4 separate regions of the Mus musculus genome follow, and regions 2, 3 and 4 are each linked to region 1. The links are chromatin contacts, called in public Hi-C, HiChIP or PLAC-seq and promoter capture Hi-C maps. All regions are on one chromosome and are shown on one strand. Each heading gives the region's core, a stretch centred on a gene start, on an enhancer-like site or on the middle of the called end of the contact. The rest is flanking DNA. Distances are from core to core; before and after follow the strand shown. Region 1 holds the start of Inmt (indolethylamine N-methyltransferase). Region 2 has its middle 27 kb from the start of Znrf2. Region 3 has its middle 48 kb from the start of Mturn. Region 4 overlaps Znrf2 (zinc and ring finger 2).

The links. Promoter capture Hi-C pulls out the DNA fragments that hold promoters and counts their contacts. Hi-C and Micro-C count contacts between places; a contact is called where the count stands out from the background. HiChIP or PLAC-seq counts read pairs in DNA pulled down with a chosen protein or histone mark.
Region 2: a promoter capture Hi-C map of liver shows a contact between it and region 1, with 4 times the contacts expected there. The contact joins the enhancer-like site here to the promoter of Inmt in region 1. A contact is called at or near these places in 3 of 39 promoter capture datasets (liver, pre-B cells and stem cell-derived epiblast-like cells), 4 of 15 datasets of contacts at CTCF or cohesin (embryonic stem cells, large pre-B cells and stem cell-derived epiblast-like cells), 50 of 484 Hi-C or Micro-C datasets (the 63-12 cell line, the AML12 cell line, B cells and 28 more), 6 of 115 datasets of contacts at active chromatin or transcription factors (astrocytes, bone marrow-derived dendritic cells, embryonic stem cells and 2 more) and 2 of 9 other capture datasets (embryonic stem cells and macrophages).
Region 3: a Hi-C map of liver shows a contact between it and region 1, with 2.3 times the contacts expected there. The contact joins the enhancer-like site here to the promoter of Inmt in region 1. A contact is called at or near these places in 9 of 39 promoter capture datasets (3T3-L1-derived adipocytes, cranial neural crest, embryonic stem cells and 5 more), 1 of 15 datasets of contacts at CTCF or cohesin (large pre-B cells), 16 of 484 Hi-C or Micro-C datasets (the AtT-20 cell line, B cells, the C3H10T1/2 cell line and 12 more), 4 of 115 datasets of contacts at active chromatin or transcription factors (T-cell acute lymphoblastic leukemia, embryonic basal ganglia, large pre-B cells and 1 more) and 1 of 9 other capture datasets (macrophages).
Region 4: a contact with region 1 is called in a FOXA1 HiChIP or PLAC-seq map of pancreatic cancer cells. The contact joins the enhancer-like site here to the promoter of Inmt in region 1. A contact is called at or near these places in 1 of 39 promoter capture datasets (maxillary cranial neural crest), 4 of 484 Hi-C or Micro-C datasets (embryonic fibroblasts, embryonic stem cells, muscle stem cells and 1 more), 1 of 115 datasets of contacts at active chromatin or transcription factors (pancreatic cancer cells) and 2 of 9 other capture datasets (embryonic stem cells and liver).

What each region holds. Positions count from the first base shown.
Region 1 is chr6:55,173,430-55,176,579 of GRCm38.p6, reverse strand. Inmt (indolethylamine N-methyltransferase) reads left to right here and starts at 1,590. Exons shown (of 3, transcript NM_009349.3): 1 at 1,590-1,753; 2 at 3,087-3,150. The coding sequence starts at 1,597.
Region 2 is chr6:54,788,059-54,791,093 of GRCm38.p6, reverse strand. No RefSeq gene overlaps it. Among named protein-coding and RNA genes, the nearest start is that of Znrf2, 27 kb to the left of the region's middle. Within about 2 kb of position 1,748, at least 19 of the 459 cell types and tissues checked have an H3K27ac peak or open chromatin away from gene starts, as enhancers often do. A contact at or near this core is called in liver and neural progenitor cells, where this site is marked.
Region 3 is chr6:54,728,072-54,731,268 of GRCm38.p6, reverse strand. No RefSeq gene overlaps it. Among named protein-coding and RNA genes, the nearest start is that of Mturn, 48 kb to the right of the region's middle. Within about 2 kb of position 1,573, at least 13 of the 459 cell types and tissues checked have an H3K27ac peak or open chromatin away from gene starts, as enhancers often do. A contact at or near this core is called in bone marrow-derived macrophages and liver, where this site is marked.
Region 4 is chr6:54,829,851-54,833,004 of GRCm38.p6, reverse strand. All of the region lies in intron 1 of Znrf2 (zinc and ring finger 2), which reads right to left. Among named protein-coding and RNA genes, the nearest start is that of Znrf2, 15 kb to the right of the region's middle. Within about 2 kb of position 1,809, at least 53 of the 459 cell types and tissues checked have an H3K27ac peak or open chromatin away from gene starts, as enhancers often do. A contact at or near this core is called in muscle stem cells, pancreatic cancer cells and uterus, where this site is marked.

The DNA of each region.
Region 1 (3,150 bases), core at 341-2,840:
CTCTGTCCATTTTCCCTTTGCAGTAGCAGGTCTAGTTGGTTATTTTTTCCAACCTAACACACACTAGAGTCACCTGGGAAGAGAGATCCTCAAGTGAGGAGTGACCTTCATCAGACTGGCCCGTGAGTGTTTCCTTAATTAATGACTGATGTGGGTGAGCCCCGTGTTCTGCGGGTGGTGTCACCCCTTAGCCAGCAGGCTAAGCAAACCATGGAGGGCAAGCCAGTGAGCAGTGGTCTTTCAATGTCCCCACCTCTACTCCTGCTTGAGCTCCTGCCCTGCCCTTCCTCAGTGACAAACTGTGGTCAGGAGGTGCAAGTCAAATAAACCCTTTCCTTCCCAGGTTGCTTTGGGTCATGGTTGTTTACCAAAGCAAAAGACGGCAAACTGGGGCATCATTTTTCAAAGCAACCAGACCAGACCACAGCAGATCTAAGTGAGCTGATGATTCTGGGGGCAGAGGACAAGATGCACATGTGCACACACGTGGATGTGGATGGGTGGCGCTCTGTGCAGTGTTGTGACACGTTTTCAATTGTTTGTCCAAATACAGGGCTTGGCAACACACAGGCCTAGTGATTTGGGGAGGTGCTGTCAAAGTTTACTCCCGAGCATAAGAAAAAGAAAAGGAAGAAAGAAAGAAAGAAAGAAAGAAAGAAAGAAAGGAAGGAAGGAAGGAAGGAAGGAAGGAAGAAAGAAAGAAAGAAAGAAAGAAAGAAAGAAAGAAAGAAAGAAAGAAAGAAAGAAAGAAAGAAAGAAAGAAAGAAAACATTAAGCCAAATGAGAAAACAAGACTTAAACCTTAAACCGCTGGGGAATCATTAACTCAGTTAAAGATAAGCTGTTTACAAAGGCAAGTTCACTGAGTGTAGAATAGCAGAGAGATTTGAAGATCTCTGGTCCTCCTACTTCCCCAGCCTGGGGAGCACTTCTGTTCTGGTTCTTGTTTTATTTGCCTTATCAAAGATGAAGCCCAGGGGCCGTGAATGTGTTGGCTGGGAGCCTGGCCCTGTGTCTCCACCCTCTACTCTTAACCCCATGAGTGAAGCATCCCTAATGAGACCCTCATCTCTTTGGTCTCTGCCTCTTTCTCTTTGTCTGTCTGTGTACCTCTGTCCCTATGTAATTCTCTCTCTGTCTCTCTCTCTCTCTCTCTGTCTCTCTCTCTCTGTCTCTCTCTCTCTCTCTGTCTCTCTCTGTGTCTCCATATATATATCTGTCTCTGTCTGTCTCTGTCTGTCTGTCTCTCTCTCTCTCTGTCTCTCTCTCCTGATCCCAGTTGTCCACATGCCACCCTAGAGGGCCAGGGATGAGAGCTTCAGGGCCCAGTGACCCAGGACAGGACTGGAGGCCCTCTAGCATTCTCTTGCTTCATCACAAAAATCAAATCCAGCCAGGAATCTAGCATTCTCTTGCTTCATCACAAAAATCAAATCCAGCCAGGAATCTGACACCTGCACTCTGAAACCATCTCCAGGGACCCTAGCTCCTCCCTGAGAAGGGAGGTCTTATAAAAAGATTATAAAAGGCATGGTGGGAAGGAGTGAGCATTCAGTAGGGGCAAAGGAGTCTGGACAGCTGTGTGGGCTGGCTAGAATGGAGGGCAAGGTATACATAGGAGGTGAGGACTATGAAAAAGAGTTCACTCCCAAAGACTACCTGACCACCTACTACAGCTTCCACTCTGGCCCTGTGGCAGAGCAGGAAATCGTAAAGTTTAGCCTGCAGAACCTCTACCAGACCTTCTCTACAGGTGAGTGGCTGAGGTCTCCCTGGGGAGGGGCTGGAACCATGCCAACAGGGAGAGCTTATTCTGTATATACAGATGCTACAGAGGTGACTGGTCTGAAGGCCCACAGGGCCCATAGATGGCAATGTGTGCAGATCCAGAAGAGCCATGCCTCAGGAGTGAAGAACTTGCCTTGCACCCATGATCAGCCTCAGTAGCTACACTCGTAAGCTTTGAGGGGTATACCCAGATTTGTGGAGCTCCTAGGCCCATGCTGAGAGAAGTGACATAGGACTGGGCACCAAGGCTACTTTTCCCTCTCCTCTTGCCAGAGGCCTTCCAGAAAGCTCTGCAGCCTTTTTGGAACCTTGAGTCTCTCTGAAAAAAATCCCTGATGAAAATTCTTCCCTGTAAACATGCATACAAGTTTCCATGATTTGCCCCCAATGTCTAAGGGCAGACTAAGGCTAGGGAGGGACAGGGGTGGCCAGTCAAAGTCAGAGAGCTAATAGTAACAGCAGCAAGAATGAATCATAAGACTTCAAGTGACCCAGCACTAATGGGGAGAGTGTGTTCTGTGTGACCCTGGAGGTCACTCAGTGTACTCCCCCACAAAAGCCTTCTTAGCCAGACATTCGGTGCCAAGGAACGGGTAGCAAGGAACAACCTCAGAATACAGAGGGAAGAAAGCCTGGTGCTGCTGGAGAAAGCTGGGGTATAGAACAGACTTCAGTCCTTGGCAGAGGCATGGTAGGTATAAAAGGAGACTGCAGAAGGGAGAGGGCAGGCTGAGAGGGCATACCCGGGGTGGGGGGTGGAGGTACACTGAGCAACTGACCTCCAGGGTCACACAGAGCACATTCTCCCCATTAGTGCTGGGTCACTTGAAGTCTTAGGCTTTATTCTTGCTCGTGTTACTATTAGCTCTCTGCCACACTTTCTTCTGTGTGGCTGCCTTTCCTAGAAAATCAGAAGGGCTCTTAAGAACTAGCTGGTGTCCTTCTCAGCCTTTATCCCAGACCCTGCCACTCTACCAATTCCCCCAATTTTCTAAATCCAATGTTCTTTGAAGTTAGCCTATGCCAACTGATTAGAGAGAGAGAGAGAGACAGTAATCCTGAATTTATCTGGAAGACCAGACATACCTCCCAGGCCTCCACTAGTATCCTGGGTCATGGGGAGGCAGTTAAGAATGTCAGCTGTTTCCCACCCCCGGCATTGCTCCCCACTCCTGTCAATGTACAGCCCAGAGGCAAGGGGTTGCTCCCCTTCCCAGCTGGCGAATCCTAAGGTGGTTTGGAGTCACTCAGCAGGATGTGAGGTCAGGGTGCGGAGACCTGCCATGCTATCTCCCCAGGAGGTGTAGGGGGCGACGTCCTGATCGACATTGGCTCTGGCCCTACCATCTACCAGCTGCTTTC
Region 2 (3,035 bases), core at 499-2,998, 390 kb after region 1:
GAAAGAGCAGATAAGATATCTAGAAACACTGGCCCACACATCACTGCACACCAGGTCATTTGCTAGGTACAGACCTGAAGGACAAATGATTCATTTGTTTCTGTCTTTCTCGTCTAATTAATATTGGTGATTCCTGTAGATGGCAAGAGAATCCATAATAGATAACACCAAGGTACTTTGGGACATGATGTGACTTGCGGCTTGGTCTATAGCATCCCGTCAACTCTACAAACTCAGCAGATGGCTCTGGAGCCCAAGTCCCACTCAGCCTGGGACTCTCCTAAAGCAGACCCCATGCTGTGAAGTCTTCTGGGATCTCTGCTGGTATCAGGAGAAGCCAGCTCCCATTAACACATACCTAGAACCCTAGCCCTCAGGAGGCTGAGACAGGAGGATCACAAACTCAACACAAACCTGGACTACACAGCAGGGTCCTCCTATCTTAAAAAACAAACAATCAAATGCCACCCCAAATTCGGCTTTTTGCTGACAGAAGAAAGTGCACCCTACATGGAAATTCATGCTTTGCAGCTTGTTTTTGAGGACCAGGTTAATACAATTTGAAGACCATGAGCTTTGGGCTTAGTTCAAATCCAGACTTGGTTGCTTGAGTGCTAGGAATCCTGATCCAGTGACTTGTGCTCTCTGAGTGTCTGATGTCTGCTATTTTAAATAACCACAGGGTTTCCAATATCATATCGCTCTTAAGAGGATTTACTGCAGCAGTGGACATGGAAGCCTCATATACTTAGAAATTCACACAGGATGTATGCCCTCAATCAATTCTACCATCAAAAGCCGGGTAAATTTCCAAAGCTTTGTGTTATCTCTGCAAACCAAAGTCAGTTAATCATTGACTGACAAAAACAGGTCACAGAAGACCTAGAGACTCCAGGGCTGTCCTTCAGCTCACTGTTACCAAGCAGAATTTAGAATTTTATACATGAACACATTGTACGGATATTAAAAATTGAACACCAAAAATAATATGAGAAAGGACAGCCAATAGTAAGGTGCACGTTCACACAGAAATATACTTGACATATTTATCTTGAGTGTCTTCTTTGGCCTCCGAATAGGGCAGTATTTTTGTGGGTTGGTCTGATGCTGTTTTATTCTGATGTTAATTCTGCTTCCTCAAGAGGGGTTGCCCCAAGAGTACATACTCAGGTGACCTCATGTGAACCTTCTCCCCATTTTAACTGGTCAATAAAGACTAGGAAAACAAACAAACAAAAAACAAACAAACTAGAGCCTGTGATTGGGCAGTGGAGGAGAAAAGTAGGACTGGAGGTTTGTGAATAGGGGCAGGTAGGGAGGCAGAAGAGGACCAGAGGAGAAGAAGAGAGGATGAAGGAAGAGGAGAAGGAAGCCTCGATGGAGCAGAACCAAGTGTCCAGGAGAAATCACAAGTAGTAGCAAGGGGGTCTTATAGCTGGGGAATAAGTTAGTATAGTGTTAGGCCTGTCCAATCTAGGCATATAGCTTATAATTATAATAACTGGATTGTGTGGGTTTTTTTATATGGGCTTATTTGGGGTTGGAGATTCCAGCAACACAGTGTAGACTTGGTCCTTTGGGAGCCACAGCTTTGAAGTAACTAGGCACAGAACAGGGTTAATTAGTGCCTTATTCTAGACACCTTCCCGGGGCCCCTATAAGAGAAGTGTTGCAAACCTCTGGTGAGCAGAGGTCAGGTAGGGCATAAACTGGCCTGGTAAAAAGTTTCAACATCCTTTGCCAAATTCCTCAAGACACACAGATACTAGTTCAGTTTCCATTTCGCAATAGATAAAGCTAAGGCACGGTAGTACTGTGGAATAGTGGTGAATACAGGATAGAAAGTAGAGTAACCTGCTCAGCTCCTGTGTACCCACCAGGAAAGACAAACAAAGCAGGTGCGGGCACTCAAAACCTCCCAGCATCAATTCAGACAGGAAGAGTGCTTAACACCTCTATTATGTTTCCCAAAATATGTCACCTCTAGTCAATTATTTTTTTAAAGCTCACATTGGGATGATTATTTTTACAGCTATAAATATGAAATTTAAAAATAGCTAAAAATAATAAATATCACAAGGTCCTAGAAATTATGGTTTCATTAATTAATTGTCTGACAGTTACTTTTATATATTTTTTGTGTATGTGAGAGACTTGGATGTTACCGATATCAACAAGTTAAATTACAGTGTCTACTAAGAAGTAAAGTAAACAAAGGTAATAAACCTATCTTCAGAGAGAGAAACTGAAGCCCAGAGCGGCAGGCACACTTGCCCAGCAGCTGCGGTTTGAATATGGTTTGAAACACACGTGGTGAGGTTGGAAGGTGGAGTCTTTAGGAAACAATGGGACCAGGAGGTCTCTGCTTTCATGAGTGGATGGATTCATTCCAAGATCCTTAAAGGGTAATCTCAAGAGCAATGCTGTTGTGGGGGAGCTCGCTAGTGGTGGCTGTGTCTGACTCACCATGTGACGCCATCTACCTTCTTATAATGCAGCACAGGCCCTCGTCACATACTGACCAGAGGCTGGCACCACATTCTTGGACTTCTCAACTTCCAGGGCAGCAAGATAAATAGACTGTTTTTCATAGTAAATAACCAATCCTATAGTACGTGTGTATTATGGCATGGGAAACGGAGCATGACACTGGCAAAAAGATATTGAATTTGATTGTTATTCTGCCAAAGAGGAAACAGAAAACTCTCCCATTACAAGATAGGAGTGAGTATAAATTTTGCTATCTCAACCTGAAGTTTATGCAGTTGGGCTTCATATTCTAAGGTCTACTGTCACCAATGTGCAACGTAAAACGACTAAAGTTCACATAAAGAAAGGTTCATAGTGCGTCAAAGCCCCACTGCTGGCAAACAATTGTAGGTCAAATTAGCCATTTAAAAATGCCTATGTTTTCTGCTGCTGACATCTGTCCCTCCACTGTGACATAAAACTAAAATAAACTGCTATGTGACTTGGCTATGCCCTTCCTCGATATGTACCCAAAGCACGTATGTCAGCAAGCCACAGACATACGT
Region 3 (3,197 bases), core at 324-2,823, 450 kb after region 1:
CAAACATTACAGATTATCGCCAATGCTATCGCTGACCCTTCAGAACTTGATGGTAAGGCCCCTTTGCCATAGATACCACATGCTTATGCTATAAAACATGGAGAAATCAAGATTCAACTGGAAGTTGTACTTCCACTGAGTAGCATTCATAGAGCTGGATAGAACTATATGTTGCCAGAGTGCATCACCGAAATAGAGAGGCATCTTCTTACATTAGATAGTAATTATCATAGAGCTCCCCCAACTAGATAATGTGCAGAAAGTGAGAGACTTTGAACCACTCCACATCCTTTGGGAAGTGTGCTAGGCTAGGTACCCTTTATCATACAGATGTGATTAGTAAGTCCTTAGACGGTATTAGTTTATAACTTTTTGATGAAAATGTAAACAAGTTGTATGTCTTGTCCAAGGCCACATAACTCTGAGGCTGAGGCTGAGATTTGTGCTCCTGTCCTGGGAATGGCTGCTGGCCATCCTGAGTAGCTGATGCACAGAAGTCACTCCTGGAATGCTTGACAAACTCTGCAAGGATGTCTGATCATCATCTGAGACCAGCAAGTATCAGGCAGACAGATGTCTCGTGTTCTACGGCTAGCACCAACATGGTCATGAGTAATTAAAAAACCCTCCCATAGGACGGTAGGAACCAGAGGGGTTGAGAACATCATAGAAACACAACCCTCAGAGTCAACTAAGCAGACCTCATGGGCCCCACAGAGATGGAAGCGACAAACATGGACTCCGTATGGGTCTGAGGTAGGTCCTCTGCATATACCTTATGATTGTGTGGTCTGGGGTCCTTGTGCGACACCCAGCAGTGGGAGTGGGGGTGTCTCTGACTCTTCTGCCTGTGACTGGGACCCTTTTCCTCCTACTGGGTCCTCTCATTTAGCCTTGATATGAGGATTTGTGCTTAGTCCTACTGTGTCTTGATAGGCCATGTTTGGCTGGCATCCCTGGGAGGCCTGCTCTCTTTTTGGAGGGGAACAGAGGAGAAGTGGATCTGGGAAAGGGGGCTAGCAGGAGACAGATGGACACACGACCACTGGGAGGAGTAGAGGGATGGGAAACTGCCGTCAGGATGTAATATGAGAGAGAAGATTAAAAGTTAAGCTAAAAAAACAATAGAGCTGGACGGTAGTGGCGCACGCCTTTGATCCCAGCATTTGGTAGGCAGAGGCAGGTGGATTTCTGAGTTCAAGGCCAGTCTGGTCTACAGAGTGAGTTCCAGGACAGCCAGAGCTATACAGAGAAACCCTGTCTCAAAAAAAAAAAAAAAAAAAAAAAAAAAAAAAAAAAAAAAATCCCTCCCTACCCTAAATCTGGAGTCCACAGGGACTTTCCCTTGCTTGCTCAATCAAGATGGGGCAGTCTCAATATGCTGAATGTGTAGGGATAAAGAGCTGAGAGTTCAAGAAGTTGAGCACACCCCTGTAACGGTGCCAACTTTGTAACCAGATTTATGCTATGGTCTCAGGCAAATCAAATTTAACCCTTCAAGATGCAGCCAAATGCCCAGCTAAATGGTCAGACTTGTCACTTATCAGACAAGGTGGACTTTGAAACTGAGTTAGGTAGCACTGTGAGATCTTTCACCTCCTGGGAAAATTACACCAGATAACTATTGCAGTCATTAGCCACAGTAGTACTGATTCACTTATTAACCCATTTAACAATTGCCTGTTAAGTGCTTACTACCTGCCAGGCCTTGTATGGGGTCTGGAGGAGGTGAAGCTGGACACCACAGACATAGCCAGCCGTCACAGAGCTCTCCATATACTGGGGGTGGTGAGGTGTAGGTGTTTACTATGGGCATGGTGCTAAGAGCTCCCCTGGAAATAAATCACTTAATTTTTGCAACTGTCTTGCAAAGTACAGAAGTCATTTCCACATTACAGAGGAGGAAAGAGTTCAGGAAGTGGCGGCTTCGGGCCAAAGTAAAGGCCACTACCAAAATGTATCTCTCTGACTTTGATGCTATGCTCTTAGTTCTTATAGATGCTTGGCGTCTATGTGACTGTATATCTGTGTGGATGCCTGTCAGGGCTTGGAGGGGGGATCTGCTCTCTAATGAGTGTTCCATAAATATCTTATTAGCTCTCGAGTCAAGTACAGAATGTACCAGATGAAGATTTAACTAAACAGAAGTGACCGTCTGAGGAATGAGACGGTGGGCAACCTGGGATGCAGGCATTAGAGCCTGAGACTTCCTGCGAGCTGATTAGGAGCCCCCGGGCAGGTAGCCATCCCCGTCAGAAGCAGTCAAGAGTAGAGGAATAGTAGCCACGACTAACAGGAGATTATTATTTTCTAGTCATCACTGAAGGGGAACTTTCTTTAGTCTGGTCTTGGTTTGTATCCATCCAAGCAACTAGGAAGGTGACTCACAGAGAATGCTGGTGGGGTGGATGCTGGCTGTTTCCTGGTCCTCAGATACACCTCCTTCCCTGAGTGGCAGTTAGCGGGACTGTGTCCGGCGTCTTAGTTAGAGGGTTGGGTTCAAAGGTGCCATCAGCTACCTTTATAAATAGTGCCGCCACATTCTTCAGTCTCACTTCCACTACTGGGTTTTGGATAGCTCTGTTTTGGAAACTATGCTGATTTTTTTGTCTTGCTATCTTTTCTTGATTTTCTTTTTTTCCCCTAAAGAAAGATTACTAAACATCCCTGAATAAAAACATTTTTTACTAAATGTTTTACTAAATGTTATGTGAGGCAAACAATCCTATTGTTACCATTTGGGGTAGGCCAGAGCAGGACACAATTAGTAAGGGTCCAAGCACTAAGCCTGGCTTCCTGTGGTGGGCTTCCTGTGGTGGGCTAATTCCAATAGCCTGAGGCACCTCCTCCAGGTATTCAAGTCTTTGCAGAGCTTTCCCTTGAATGTGGTGAGTATGGCCATATGCTTCCACCCCACCATTGCAGTAAAGGAGGTGGAGTCACTCCTGGATTTGTTACAAGAGCTTCTAGCCTCTATTTCACCTGTGGGTTCTCAGCTGCAGGCTCTGCTCATAAGCACTGGGGAAGCTGGAAGAAAACACACAGCTTGGAGCATAATGGAACTCCATACAACCCAAGTGTGATGGTTTGTATATTCTTGGGCCAGGGAGTGGCACCATTTGGAGGTGTGGCCTTCTTTGAATAGGTGTATCACTGTGGGTGTGGGCTTAATACTCTCACCCTAGGTGCCTGGAAGT
Region 4 (3,154 bases), core at 560-3,059, 340 kb after region 1:
CCAAGTATCAATTTTTTTTTTAAAGATTTATTTATTTATTTAAAGTACACTGTAGCTGTCCTCAGACATTCCAGAAGAGGGAGTCAGATCTCGTTACAGATGGTTGTGAGCCACCATGTGGTTGCTGGGATTTGAACTCCTGACCTTCGGAAGAGCAGTCGGGTGCTCTTACCCACTGAGCCATCTCACCTGCCCCCAAGTATCAATTTTATTGGTAAGAATTAACTCTTCTGCTATATATTTCTATACAAGAACACAATACTACACAGCTATTTATAGAAATACTATGCACAGACTATGGTACTAGCCTCTCATAAAGTATCCTCTTGATTTTCAACTTTTCCTTACTCCTATTAAACAAAAATGTACAAAAGAGTGAGACATACATAGCTCTATATAGTAAATAATTTAATTTATGAAATTCAACATCATATGATTTATGTATAAAAAAAACCTAAAATCCCACATCAAAAACAGCCATACAAACATATCTCTATGACTTCAAGGTCAGCCTGGTCTACACATGCTAGCCAAGGACACTTGCTACTTAGTGAGACCCTGGTCTAAGAAAAAAAGGAAAAGAGGGGGTGGGAAGTAATGATCTTTTCTTCTTCAATTATAGGAACAAATTTATAAATAACATTTTAATTTAAACTCATAAGCCTGTGTCTATTAAAGATCAATACAGTGAACCTCATTCATAAAACCTTATTTTATAACCCAATGGTATGAGAAGATATATTTGAACTATGTACACACAAAAAACCTTCTATGTATCTACATTAGACAGAGAACCAGAATGCAATATAAAATAAATGTGCAGCTAAAAAATGAGCAAAGCTGATAAATAGGCAGTGCAAAAACATACAAACATGGCTAGCAATGAGAAAAACACACAGACATGGCTAGCAATAAGAAAAACACACAGACATGGCTAGCAATGAGAAAAACACAGACATGGCTAGCAATGAGCACATGGAAATGATTATTTTCACTAGTACTCAAAAAATGCAAGTGAAAAGGTTTTATCAGCAAAACAGGGAAAATAGTTTTCTAAAAAGAAGAAAACTAACAGTAAAGTTAGCAGAAATCATATTAGTGGCACAGAATAAATTAGTATGCCCTTAGGGAGGGTTGATGTCTAATGAAAATTAAGTTGTGCATTCTGTTTAAATAGAAAATTTTATTTCTTGGTAATTGTTGTATAATAAATAAAGAACCTGTCAGGGTTTTTTGTTGTTGTTGTTGTTGTTGTTGTTGTGTTGTTGTTGTTGTTTTTAGTTTTAGTTTAGTGATTGAACCACACCCGACTTCATGTTTCAGAGACATTTAGAGTAGAAGCTAGAAAGGACTCCTGGTGACTGGAGAATGTAGCTCTGAGTCAGCCCCAAGCTCCAGCGAAGCTGGATGAAGGTTAGAGTCAGTAAATGGACTGGCAAATTTCCAATTAATCATGTCCATATAATGAAATCCAAATAAGTGATGTGGCTAGCAAGACTTGGACGAGCTCTCTGGTGCAGGCACACAGAGCGTGTGTTCTGTGGGAGCCACAGTCCCGGGAGGCAGGTGTAGGAGTGGGCAACTCTCAGAGAGGGAGGGCTCCATTTTGCTGGCCCTGTTCTAATTTTCATAATCAAGCTGCAATAGTAATGGCCGAGTTCTCCTGAGCTGTGTACATCAGTGCTGAGTTACCAAACCTGAGAAGTTCAGGATGGGAGCCCAGCCTGTTAGCCCAGCTGCTCTGGAAGCTAGAACTCGATCATCACAAGTCTGAGGCTTGCCTAGGCAACTTAATGTGATCTTATCGCAAACAGTGAGGGAGCTGGTGTTCCAGAGCACTTGCTTGGCATACAGGAAGCCTTGGACTCAATGCCAGTACTGGGAAATAACCAAAAAACCTGAGAAGTAGTGGCCTGGGAAGCCCTGAAGCATGGCTTGCATATGAATGCAGCTTTCTTGAATCTAACACTAATCTTAGGTGATTGATACCTCACTCTATTATACCTACTGCTGTCAAAACAGCATCCATACTGGAAGAGTTTGTGCATGTACAAAGACATAGTCAGTGATACTTATTACAATACTGGAAAGAGCTCAGCAGGAGAGCACTTGACGACTAGCACATGCAAGGTCCTACTTAATCTCTAACAGACACAAAAACTAGAACGTTCCTAGATGCTCAGTAACAGGAAAGATTTAAGGAGCTACAGTGCCTATGTATCATAGAAATGTAAACACAAAATGGCTAACAACAAGAGTTGGGTTTATATGCTCTCACAGAAAAATCCCCTAAACACATTAAACAGAAAAGTGGGTTTCAAAACTGTCTGAGGTTGCCAATTAAAGACTGTACTGCTGAGAAGAGACGCCATGGCAAGGCAACTCTCTTAAAAGGAGTAAAAGGAGGCATTTAACTAGGGCTGGCTTACAGTTTGGGGAGCAGAGGGCGTAAAGAGCGAGCTCTGACAGGTCTCTCTCCACTGTGTGTGTTCTGGGGACCAAACTCAGGTTGTCAGGTTTGGCAGCAAGTACTCTCTTATCAATAGATCCATCTCACAGTTCCCAAAATAAAATATATAAGTTAATATACAAAATTAATCTAATGACACAATGAAAAACTAGTACTCAGTCTTTGGAAGGCATGTAAATGAGTGATAATTTTCACATAAAATCAGAAAAGCAGAGGCAGACTCAGCCTCTTTGGAGTGAAGGTCTGTCCAAAGGGCAGCACTGCCCAGGTGAGGCAAGAAGCGGTAAGCCCGCCCACAAGAATTGGTAAGGACCCGCCCAGAGGGGCTCCTGGGCTTTGGATGGCCAGGAAGTCCCAGTTCTACTAGAGATGCTGTGTTTAGAGGTACCTTCCTGGACCATGACAACACAATGGTCAAAGGCAAAGAGACATTTGATACTGAATCCGAGGGAAAAAAAAACAAAAACAACTTTTTCTCTTTAAAAACAACAACAACAAAAAAATCTTTCTTGCTATGCTCCTGTAACATGGGAATAAAAAGCTATGTCTTGGGGCTGGAGAGATGGCTTAGTGGTTAAGAGCACTTATTACTTATTAATCTTGTAGACAATTTTGAGTTTAGTTCCACAGTCTGAGTTTGGTTCCACAGTCTCCCACAACTCCAGTTCCAAGGGATATATATGA